2 separate regions of the Mus musculus genome follow, and region 1 is linked to region 2. A link is a contact called in public Hi-C data. All regions are on one chromosome and are shown on one strand. The core of a region is the stretch at or near the end of the contact, and the rest is flanking DNA. Distances in the headings are between cores, read along the strand shown.

Region 1 (6,760 bases), core at 771-3,270, 200 kb after region 2:
TTAGGTATAGAGCTAATTTGAAGCCAACCTGGGCTAAATGAAACTTTCTCTCAAAACAGCAAACAAACAAACAAAGAAACAAAAAACAGGAAAATAAGATAAAAAAGTGAAACCCAAACAGTTTTCTCCTTTTAAATGACATTTTTAAAGAATAGGTATCTCAGATTCAAAAAATAAATGTACTTATAAAAACTTGAATAAAATTTCTAGCCCACTGAAATATCTCATGTTATCTAGAATTTTGAAATGTAATAATAGTTGGCGAAATCCTGGCTCACAGAGACCAATTGCTAAGTTTCCAGATATTTTATTAGGTGGGTATTGAACTCAGAAATTATGAAAAATTAAATGATATCATTTTGTGATTTAATACATTGCATTAAAAACAAAGTAAGCTGAGCATGGTGGCACACACCTTTAATCCCAGCACTCGGGAGGCAGAGGCAGGGGGATTTCTGAGTTGGAGGCCAGCCTGGTCTACAAAGTGAGTTCCAGGACAGCCAGGGCTATACAGAGAAACCCTGTCTCGACCCCCCCCCCCAAAAAAAAAAAACCCCAAAACAAAAAACAAACAAAACAAACAAACAAAAAACAAAAAACAAAATAACAAGCACTTCACATGGAATCATACTTATTTCTGTACATTTTATTATCTTTATTGTAGAAATTTCGTGGATATTTATGCTATGTGGATACCCTATAAATTAGTATTTTATGTCACATCTCTTTCTATTTTCATGACACTATGAATGTAGCTTGAGATTCACCATGGATGGGATATTTAGACAACAAGATTAGCAGATATTCCCAATTGGGAAATTTATTACTTTTTATTTTTTTTCTCCTTTTCTCTTCCTGCCCCACCGTTTCCAGTACATTTGTTTCTTGAATGCTTGTTAAGCACTTACCATCAGAACAAGAAGCACGAGGCAAAATAACAATGATAAAAGTAGTCAGAAATCCCAACCTGGAGCCAAGCAGATTGATGCTGTAAACACAGTGAACTAGGAACATAGATGGAAGTGATTTTGTCTTCCCATATCAGAACTTTTGAATAACATGTCAATCTTGTTACATATAGTTCAACAGGTCCTGTTGATTTCGTATGACCATTTCTAATCGCAGGTTTTCATTCCAATCTTAATTGCCAATGTTAGCTCTCACATACCATGCCACTCTATCTATCTATCTATCTATCTATCTATCTATCTATCTATCTATCTATCTCCCAGCCAGCCAGCCAGCCAGCCAGCCAGCCAGCCAGCCAGCCAGCCAGCTAGTCAGCCAGTCAGCAACACACATGTACATGTTACTGAATTGCTAAGAAAAGGTTAAAGAGACTTTTGCATGATAGAAGCTGTTCTGAATGTGGGAGGAGATGGCTCATACAGGCACAAGGGGGAAGTTCTGTAGGAGTTTTGATGAGAAGTTTTATAAGCTGTAGGCAAGGAGTTGTTTGGAATACAAAGCAGAGATATGTAGCTCAGTCTGGGTGGAAAAGCTTTTTTGAGGTGTCTTGAAGTGGACTGAATGTCATGAGTGGAAGAAACTTCACATGAAACAAGGGACACAGGTAAATGTTCTTCGTGGAAATAGCTTTCCAAAAGAGGCTCATGGCAACTAACCTAGAGACAGATCTGCATGCCTGTCATGTGTCTTTCTTTTCCAGTCTCAGATGGGAGAGTGTTATCCAAGTCATGATTGATAAGATCAAGTGTCTGATGTTTCTAATTTGATTTGATATCCATGATATAGATATTTATTGGCATTAAAGGATTATTTATCAATTTGTAACTCATAGAGTGTTGACCAATGGGACTTGCATAAGTTATTCAGTCATTCCTCTGTTCAAAGTAGAGTGAGTCAGGTCAAAACTGTTGTTCTATAATAAAAAGGAGCAATCCCTGGCATCACAGAGTAACTCAGAGCAGGTTCAGGTTACCATAGCAGGCCTGATTGCCAGTTAGGAACAAGAAGGGAATATGTTCAAAGAAATGACTGAGGAGTATGAGTTCAACAAGAGTAATTAACATCCACCCACATTCTCAAGGCTTTATTTTAGACAGCCCACACTAGAAGCAGGATGACTAAGTACACCAGTTATGTGCAGTTGATTTAATCCACTGTGGTGAAGCAGAAGGTTCCCTGTCTATCTAATGAGCACTTAGATTTGGGTTAGGAACCATGTGTGGACAGTCCTCACTCTACAAAGGCTGCCTGGGGTCTTATTGCTTCTGCAGCTTCCTTTACCCTCTTGGCGTTTTGCTCGGTGTCTGATAGTTTCAGGTTAGGGCTTTGCTCTCTCTCGTTACCAGCTGTTCTTTTAACTACTTTCTTATCCTTCTATTCTCTTTTCCTTATTGTATATCTTACTATTCTGAAAGTTTTCTTCTCTTAAAAATCTTTTCCAGCTTTTCTGTGATTTTTCTCTGTGCAGACTTTTCTAATCACCTAGATGTTGTTATCCAATCTGTTTTTACCATCTGGCATCCTTAAGGACTGTGAATCCCTGATCAAATTGTCATTCTTCATTAAGTTAACTTTTTGGGGTCTCCTTTGTCTCTTTAGTAAAACAGGAGAAATTTACTCCCTTCATGAAGATCTTGTAATGATGTTTTGTCCAGAATGTACTTTGAAAATTTTTCTATACCTAAAATAATCAATAGGTGGTTCTATAGTTTTACTATGTTAATCTAACCTGAACTTGTTACTCAGTTGCATTTCCCTCAGATCATCCACCATGTCTCACGATGAATGAATGTGAAAAAAGTGGGAGGGGCCAGGAAGCAGCAAAGAAGTCAGTTTGAAGAGTTCTCAGGCATGGAGTCACTTCTTAGTTCTCCCCAGTCACTGCCATCTGCAAATGTGAGTTTAGTGTTCTAATCCTGTCCTTTCTAATCCTGTCCTTTCAATTTTTGGATGTGGGGCAATAATTATTAGTGTTTTTGTAAGTAGTTTTTGAAATTAAAAACAGATACTTGCTGAATACTGGAAAATATTACTTAAAATAGGATTATTGGATGTATTTGGCCTACTGTCTATGACTATGAAATCTCTATAGTAAAGGAATATTTATTGAGCTGCTTTTGAGCACTGGTCTTGTCTTTATCAACAAAAAATATTAATCACATAGGATATGATGGATATTCTTGTATGTTTACAAGGAAATTCAAACAAAGCATTTAAAAGCAACCTTGATGTAAGGAAGCCCCCAATAGAGGAACAGAGTTAATTGTGTGTTTTACTCTTCTACAAGTTAACAGAGGACATCGGAAAGGAAAAACCAGCACGTGAAACATGACTTTTGTTTAATACTGTGAGATTAAACAAAACAAATGGGTATGGATACTATACTATGTCTATTAAATTTGTTTCTCACAGAGTATGAATACTGGAAACAATTTAATGGGGTTTTTAGAAAGTAATATTAAGTAATAATCACATAGAATGAGAGCGAGGCTTTACATAGTCAGAGAAAGAAGCAGAAATAGGGGACAGAGATTAGGATTAGCGCTGAGATGTAGAATTATAATCAGAGATACAAGTGTTCTGAGCAGAATGATGCACATACATGGTCTAACCTCAGGAGCTTGAGTATGCAAAGTTAATGTCAAGAAGAAATTTCAGATGCATTCAGGTTTCTTATCACTTGACCCTAGGATACCGAGCTTATCTAAATTATCTGTGTAGGTCCAATGTATTCATGAGCCTTATTATGAATGCACAGGTATGATGGAATCAGAGTCAGGATGATGCATTTTGCAAAGAACTTAATCAGGTTTTGCTGGCGTTGAAAAAGAAGAGAATTATGAACCAAATTTAAGGATGTCCAAAATCAAAGGCTGCGACTAGAATAATTTGAACAACAACATAACCTGTTGTGCCTAGAAGCATTCATGAACCCCAAAAGAATACCAAGGAGCCAATTATGATACAATCACATTAGTGTCTCTTTATTTAAGCTCAAGGTTGGGCCACAACACCATGCCTAATGCAGCAGAATGGGAGAGGGCAGTTTCAGGCAAGCATTCATAGAGGCAAGAAGGGGGTATCTAGCTTGGCACACATTTGATATGGCCTTTACTATTACTGGCTGGTGCTAGAAGCCAAACCATAAACTTCACTTTTGTTTTTCTCCTGATTGGTGGAGGTTAGGAAGTGAAGTGTCAGGGGCAGGCTTATAACCTGGAGGTGCAGATTTGTTGGGGAATAACCTGGAAACTGGTTCTAGACACAGGATTTGTTGCAGGGTAACCTGGAAACTGGTGTTAGATATTGGCCTGTTAGTTAACTTGAGTTCAAGCTTAGATCAGGTTCTCTAAGATGGAATTTGAACTCAAGATTTGGTCTCTCAAAATAAACATAGTATTGGATTATAACTAAAAAACCAAGAACTTAAACCAGATGTTTACATAATAATGGAGAAGAACCATCAGATATTTCTTTAGTAGAAGACATTTAATAAATGTTTTTAAAAAGAGAAAAGTAGAAGACCCATCATTATGTAGATATTCGGTAATAATTTTTTCAAGATTTATATATTGATGCTAAATCATAGACAAAGTATGATTAGCAAATTTTTGCATAATTTAAAAGTATTACTCTCATCCTAGTGGTGGTGGTTGTGCATACCTTTAATCCCAGCACTAGGGAGACAGAGTCAGGTTTAATCTCTGAGTTTGAAGCTAGCCTGGTCTACAGAGTGAATTCCAGGGCAGCTGGAACTACACAGAAAAGCCCTGTGTACATAAATATTCTCTAGATATTTATTAACTCTAAAGGGAAAAGAGTAACTTTATAGTGAAGAAAACTGTCAGACATCACCTTAACTTACACCCAAGGTGATATCCCATAAAACAGCACATTGTTGCCTGGTTCTTATCATCTTGATGCACTGAGAAGAGTCCAACCTTTCTTTTGAATACTGTTGTCAGGAACATGAGGCTTGACTGAATCAGGAGAAAACACCGTGGAAACCAAACTTGAATGACATTTTATATATAATTGTTTTATATACCTTTTAAAAAGCAAAAAGACCATGATGAGTAAATAAAAAAGCAGGAATGTCATAAAGTGGGCGGTTCCAAGGAGACAAAGCTACCAAACAAGATGTGAGATTCTGTATTACACTGGACCAGAATAGGACATTTGAGAAAAACTGTTGAGATTAGCAACTATTTTTTATTCACGTTCCATTTCAATCACAGCCCTCACTGCCCCCATTGCCCCTCCCCTTCTTCTCAGAGAAGAGGGAGCCCCCTTTGTGTAGCACCCCATCCTGGGACATCTAGCTCCAGCAGAACTAAGTATATTCTCTCCCACTGAGGTCCAACCAGACAGTACAGGTAGAGGGAAGGAAACCCAGTGGCAGGGAGTAGAGACTGAGAAAGCCCCCGCTCCACTTGTTAGGGATCCCACATGAAGACCAAAGCTTCACATTTGATACAATGTGCATGGGCCTAGGTCTTGCCCCTGCATGCTCCTGGTTGGTGGCACAGTCTCTGTGAACCCCCATGGCTCAGGTTAGTTGATTCTGTATGTCTTTTTGTGGTGACCCTTCTAACTTGCTCAATTCTATCCTCAATTCTTTAATAAGACTCCCCAAGCTCCACCTGATGTTTGACTGTGTGTCTCTGCCTCTACCTCCATCTGTACCTAGATGAAATATCTTAAGAAATAGTTGTGGTGGGTTCCTGTCTGAAAGTATAGCAGAGTATCATTAATTATGGCAGGGGTTGGCTCTCACACATGGGATGGGTCTCAAGTTGGGGAAGTCACTGGTTGGCTGTTAAGTCTTTGCTCCATTTTTATCCCTGCACATGTTGTAGGCAAGACAAATTTTTGATTGAAGGTTTTGTGGGTAGAGATTAGTAGCTATTCTACCAGAATTCATTCCCATGTTACAGAATGGATTATGAGTTAAGAGATGGTGAGGAAATATCCCCCAAACTCTATACCATTACTGAAACACATTAGCAATTCTAAAATTATTTAAAAACAAAAAATCTTTTAAAATAAGGCATAGATTGAACATTCTTTAGTTAAAAAAATCTAAATATGGGGGCTGGACAGGTGGTTTAGTGGTTAAGAGCACTTACTCTCTTATAGAGGACCATGGATTTTGTCTCATAGTCCAGTCCAGTTTATAACCTTTACCTCTGGTTCCAGGAGTTTGACATACTCTTCTGGCCTCCATTGGCTGTGTTCACAAATTATGCACACAGATAAATGCAGGCAAATGCTAACACAGGTAAAATAAAAATAAAATAGTCTTTAAAAGATGTGAACTGCTTTGAGTATAAGTATGATATCACATCTAAAACTTAGGTGCATTAAAATGCTTTCAGCTTCATATGTAAAGAAGGTATAAAATTTGAATAGGATTCAGGTTTAGACTAGGGGAGATATATTTATTAAACATTTCAAAATTTGAAAATAAATGAGTACTTGACCCCAGTTTATTAGATACCTCAATCTGTGGCATAGCAGTAAAGCATGAAGGACTCCGTATAGGCAACAGACATTCCAAAAGTTTTCCTAGGAGTGATGGTGTATGAGTTTGCCCTGGATACCCTAAGAGAAATTCACAGGCTGAGTATCTAAACAACATAAATTCCTTTCTCAAAGTTCTGAAGCTTGATGTCTAAAGACCTAGGTGCCAGTATCCTCACTTGCTTATGGATTTCCTGGTCATGGATAGCTTGCTTCCTTGCTAAGGCATTGCATACTGTCCTTCTGTATCCACAGACTTCTGATTCTT
Region 2 (6,084 bases), core at 3,060-5,559:
AAATGTTTCAGTAAGTTTTAACCGAGAATTAAAATATTTTCTTATTTCAGAAAAATCTAAGCATGACTGTGGCCCAACCACAGATTTTATAAAAACAAATGTTTTGGAAACTGATAATTGGCAATATCTGAAACCATAAAAGATGAAGAAATCTAATGGTAATAACCTAGAGACTTTCTTTTTTTCAAAAATTAATTTTTAAAACAAAGTCACCATGTGATTTTGACGTTTTCAAACTTTATTATCAGCACAACACAGTTACATGGTTCAAAATAAGCCAGAAAGTTTACAACCCTTTTCAAGACAAGAAGCCCAGATTAAATAAAGAAAACTGTTCACATACAAAGCTAACTTCAAACATTTACCTCTCTAATTTTAACAAATTGCTTTTGCAATTAAAAACAAAAATAGCCCACATATTCTTTTGGAAGGTACCTTGATTCTCTGTCTATCCAGTTTTTTTTTCCCCCCACTTAGAAAACTCAGGGCTAAATGTAATCACAATCAGTTTAAAAAAAAATAGCTACACATTCTTATTGGCAGCAGTGAGCAGCTGGAAAGCCATAGGTGCATCCAAGGGAATGCAGTCTAAGGGCAGGTGCCAAGAAACTTCAAAGTAAATCAAACACTAGGGGGCAGCAAACTGTTGAGGATTGTATCAGGAAATCAACTCACAGACAAGACACAAAGACAGAGAAAGAGGATATGACACTGTATTCACTCATTTTGCTGTAGGGCTAGAGAAACCCAGCAAGTCACTATGGAAGTTAGTGGCTGCACTATGGAGACAGCTCATCTGCTAAGATACACCCCAGCCTTGTGTATAATTTTTAGTATGAGTTACACGATGAAAGATGGCTTAAAATTAAATCACTGTGATAAGAAGGTTCTTTGATTGCCTCCATTTCTCGTGCAATTTCAGTTGTCTCCTTTATCTAATGTTGGTTTAAAGTATTAGTGACTAAGTCCTTTTGATACAAAACTCAGCACTTCCACTCCTGAGGCAGGCACTACACTCATGACTAGTATTTTTATCCACATGATTTTAAGTCAATGCTGAGTTTGAAACCAACAGACAAGCTACCTACCTACACCCAGTCACTGAATGTGTCATAGCACAGGGATGCTTTGTGACAAAAAGCTGTGGGGTATAGGCTTCAGAAATCTGGCTTTGTAAAGAAACCAAAACATACACAGGTAAGTACAGAATAAAAGTGGTAAAAAGGCAAATGTACAGTTATCAGCTATTACATATGAGCTACAGATTTAAAAGATGTATTCTCTCAAAGGCCCAAGGAGTAGAAGCATTAAGTATCATCCTAGGGTAATCAATTATCAGGCAAAACAAAAGAGTAAATTCAATCATTACAGAAACGTTTGAATGTAGAAAGGGTTAGAACAACTATCTGGTTCATCATCATTAAAGGCCGTATTAAACTCCTGAATAGGTTTTATAATACTTCCAGGCTAAAGCAACCTGCAAAGGTAACCAAATTAGTTAATAGTATATCCAGTTTTTGAATCTTTAACCTCACTCCAAATCCCTAAATTCATCCCAATACTGCTCAATACCCAGGGTTCTGCAGAGCCAAGAGGAATGTAATATAAATTTCTTTAATTAAGAACAAATGTTCAGCTCAGCTATTGAACAATTTCCCTTGGGGAGGAAAAAATACACACACACACACACACACACACACACACACACACACACACACACACACACACCCCTATCTTCTCCATATATCGCTTAGGTTTCCTAGAGCAATGCTTGCATGCTAAACATTAGGCCTCCTCAAAGTAATTCAAACCAGGGTTGAAAATCTGGCAGAGCCAAAGGTGACTCCAAGGACTGAGGAAAGTGGATCCTGAGTTCCAGACACACAAGAGCTACATAGGGAAAGCATCAAGAAAAAACAAAAGTCTGGACAAAAAAGTGGGATGAGGGTGGTAGTTTACAAGCTATCTCAGGGGACTAGAGGCTGTAAAAGGAAGACCTAATCCAGGTAGCACCTTGTAATGAAATCTGAAATGCTACGGAATTTACAATGTTCTGGGAACTAACATGCTCCAACTTTGTCTGGACAGGTCTCAGGCAAACTCTAACTTTAGAAAAAAGGTTGTAAAATGTCCTTCAGTGTAAGTACCCTGGCTTATACAAAGTAAAAGTTCAATTTATGTTCAGAATTGGGCCCTAGCCCAAGAAACACTCCATTATTTAATATATCCAAATATCTCCTAATTCACAAACAAAAGCTGAAAACACTTCTGGTCCTGAACATTTCAGATAAAGGGTATTCACCTGCATAGCTCATGATACATATCCATACAGGCATACATTATTTGCAGTACTAACAATTAAGTGTAGATTTGTGCAAACCCTGGGCAAGTTTCCTACCACTCAGCTCTTTTACTTAACTTTTAAGACAAGCTCCAGGACTCTAACTTGCCAGCTTCCTTCCTCAGTCTCCTCCCACCCCTGCTCCCAAAGTAGCTGGGTTTATAGATCTGTGCCTTCAGGTATCACCTGAGAAATCGTCTTTGCCACCTCTTTTAAAGTAGCACCAAAACCATTCATTCTTGCGCATGGGTTCCTAACCACGCTTAGTTGATAGAATTCAGTTTTGTCAATTTGGGGAGAGATTAAAACCACTGAAATTCAGTTACTTTTCGGTGAGGATGTAACTTCCTGAATACAGGCCAAAATTACAGTAATACAAAACACTTAAATCCTTTAAGTATAATTTTTAGTTCTTGCTAGTTTGAAGTTAGTCATTATTAGGCAGGCCAGTACCGTTGATATTTAATGCTTTATTCAAGTATGGCTTACTCCATCAAAGCCAAATAGTTTCCCATTAACTCTTTCAATGTAACTTTATGTACCCTTAATAATCTATAGTCACAATCCAAGACCCTTATTCTAGAAAACACCAAATGCTAAAAATGCCCACCAGCACATTTTATTTCCTTCACAGCATTTATCACTTTATCACTGATGTGTCTTTCATCCTACTGTAATGTCCAATGCACATAGGAAGAGGGGTGTGTGGGATGGACTCCCAAGGTCCAGGAGAAATGACTCACAAGGTACTCAAATACTTGTAGATTACGGGAATCCTAACATTACTCTGTACACAGAAGTTCTGCTTTGTTTAGGCTTCCCAATAGCACTGTTAACAATTCTAAGCCTCCAGCTCTTGTATTACTTTTTCTTAATTACCATTAGATACACATCCAAAAAGAAAACATACAAGAAACCTGTCACCCGCTAGTTACCGCACTTAACGGAGACATAAATAAGTTTCTAGGAGACGGTGGGTTGTACTGTCTTTTAACTCATGCTTTGTGTCACTTGGAGCAGACACTGGGGTGAAGGACCCTTCCAAATCGGTGGCGGGGCGTCCTGCGGTGAGATTTCTTCCACGTGCCCAGCTCCTTAAACTCGGCCCATGTGGACAGGCTCCCACGTGAACGCGTCTTCTCAGAAGCCGCAGGAAGCCCTTCCACGTCACGCCACCCGACGCCTCGCCAGGCTGGAGAGTTCCGAAGACCCCCCCCCCCCCAAGGGAGGAGCGAAGCGTGGAGCGGATGCGGACCCCGCGGTGGGCCGGCCACTTCCCTCCGCTCCCAACCGCGCCCACGCCACCCTACACCCCGGTGGCCGGGAACAAAGCCCGCGGCCGCACCACGGTCGCCCCACAACCCGGCTCCGGGACCCGTGGGCTGCGCCACACGCAGTTCCCGCGCGCCCCACCGAGCCTTTTCGGTTGGCCCGGAGCTGAGCGGCCGCCGTCCGTTACCCCCCGCAGACGAGCCCCTGGGACCTGCCTCGGGTCCCGGGTCCCCCGTACGGCGGCCGCGGGAAGCCCGCGCAGCCCTCAACCGGCGCTGCCCGCTCCGCGGCCCCGCAGCAGGCCGTGGGGCGCGGGTCCCCCACCGCCGACGCGGCACACTCGGCTGGCCCCAGCCTCACGCGCCGCTCTCCTGCTCGCCGCCACCGCCTGCAGCAGCTGCGAACACACGCGTCCCAACCCAGAGGCCCCGGTGCCAGCCCCAACCCGGCCGCCCAGCCTCCCCAGCCGTCCCGGGACTCCCAGGCTCCGCCGCGCACGGGGCCGGTTCTGGGGGAGGGAATGTAAACAAATCGGGGTTTTATAGTTACCTCACACTCGAGTGCCGTGTGCATCTCCTCTCCGCTCGGTACCAAACCCCGGCTGCACCCAGTCGTGTATTCTCCAAAGCCGCCTGCGCTATCTGCGTCGCGGAGCCTAGCGCGAGAGCCGGCGCTCTACGCCGACGGCGCACTCAGCCTGCTCCGGCTCCCTGCGCAGCCGCACCCTGGCCGCCTCAGCGCTACGCCGGCGGCGCACCCGGCCCGCTCGGGCGCCCTGCGCAGCCGCACCTCGGCCTGATCGGCGCTACGCCGGCGGCGCACCGGCAGCGTTCAGCCATTCACTTCGCGGACGCGCCTGGCGTAGGAGAGCGGCGGCACCGGCGGGAGCTACACCGACTGGCGGCAACTGGAAGAAATTAGATCTACGCAAATTGCGGAGCTCTGTAGCTCCGCGCTAGTTTTGTTCTGAGAAAGGACTCCTCGGGGATTGGGGGGAGTTGGGGCGGCTTTTAACGCATGCGTGGAACGGCCTTGGTCGCCTCGCCTGGCCTCGCACGTCGGTTGCTGAGGCCTTGGGCTAGCGGATGAGACGTAGAAGCCTGGAGAACGAGCGTCCTAGGCCGAAGTTTCGGAGTGATCAATTAGGATTGCTGATCTGTACACGGGTTAGACATCTATATTAAATTAACTCCGCCCCCTCTGTCCCAGCGACCGTGCCAGTCTCTGGGCAAAACTAAACTTTAGTGCTATGTGCAAAGTGTTTTGCATAACTCCCCCCACCGCACCCCCATTTAAAGAGCACTTACAGTGGGACTTCCCAAACAGAAAGGAGTTGAGTTTAAAAATGTCACGTAGTTCTGGTAGCTTTGGGTACCCATCCAAGGACTTCCCACCACCTTCTCTTACTGGAACAGTTTTACACCCAAAGGCAAGCCCCCCCCCCCCCATCCGCCCAGCAACACCGGTGCATTCATGCTTATATCCTGCCTGTTCTTGGATCCCTTTGCTCACACCGCCATTCTCAATGGCCTCCTCCCCTCTTAAGCAACTAACAACCCACAATTTTCTTAAAAGGAGGCTCGGCAAACTCTTTGCTTCATTATTCATTACTCTGCTTCCTGACTCTTAATTCATGTCTAGGCTTATTTGTATTCTGCCCAGATGCCTGTGTTTCTGTATTCAAGCTGAGCGTATTTACTAGTGAAAGTGAATTCTGGCCTTGCTTTATGGATGAACAGAGTGCATATAACTCTGAGCAGTAGTAATTGCCAGCTTTATGTATCAGGTACCTCCAGCATGCTTTGCGTGTGTATTAATTTAATATTCCTAACAGACTGAAGAATGACTACCCAGGAAATAAAGTCATAGGAAATAAGTAACTTGCCTGAGAGAACCGAGGAGGGGCATAGAAAGCCAAACCTATTCGGTATGGCTACGTGGCCTGTCTCGCTGACTTGAACTCCATGAAAGAAGCTGTTTTGCCTTTTGTTTTCTACCTGTACACGGAACATCTTTCGAGTGCTTAATGAGTGGCTAAAACCACAGTGAGCTTCTTCTACTCCTCTTTCTCTGCTGTCAAAGGAAGACATTCTGATAAGTCCTCAGGCCTCAACATTAGTGGAAGAAGATAGCAGAGTGACCACAGTCCTCAGACCCATGAATTAAGCTGGGGATTACACAAAAAGTAATGACTTAAGTTGTATAGAGTTTACCAGTAGATCCTTTGGGTACAAAGCATTAAAATATCCAATTTGCCATGGTATTTTAAGGCTTCTAATTATTTGATTAAACACATTGTCAATATATATATATATATATATATATATATATATATATATATATATATATATATTTATAAACATTTTTCAAATAAGTTAGAGCCCTTGAGTCAAGTTTCGAGCAGTGATTTGGGGCTATTTGTTTACAAAACCAATGTTCACCTGGTTTGCACAGGTACATCTAAATACTTG

Evidence for each region. A called contact is a pair of places that touch in the nucleus more often than the background predicts.
Region 1: a contact with region 2 is called in a Hi-C map of cortical neurons, with 3 times the contacts expected there. The contact joins the enhancer-like site here to the promoter of Slc39a10 in region 2. A contact is called at or near these places in 4 of 484 Hi-C or Micro-C datasets (cortical neurons, embryonic fibroblasts and embryonic stem cells) and 1 of 115 datasets of contacts at active chromatin or transcription factors (embryonic stem cells).

What each region holds. Positions count from the first base shown.
Region 1 is chr1:47,049,266-47,056,025 of GRCm38.p6, forward strand. No RefSeq gene overlaps it. Among named protein-coding and RNA genes, the nearest start is that of Slc39a10, 200 kb to the left of the region's middle. Within about 2 kb of position 2,021, at least 8 of the 459 cell types and tissues checked have an H3K27ac peak or open chromatin away from gene starts, as enhancers often do. A contact at or near this core is called in cortical neurons, where this site is marked.
Region 2 is chr1:46,849,309-46,855,392 of GRCm38.p6, forward strand. Slc39a10 (solute carrier family 39 (zinc transporter), member 10) reads right to left here and starts at 4,310. Exons shown (of 10, transcript NM_172653.3): 1 at 4,163-4,310.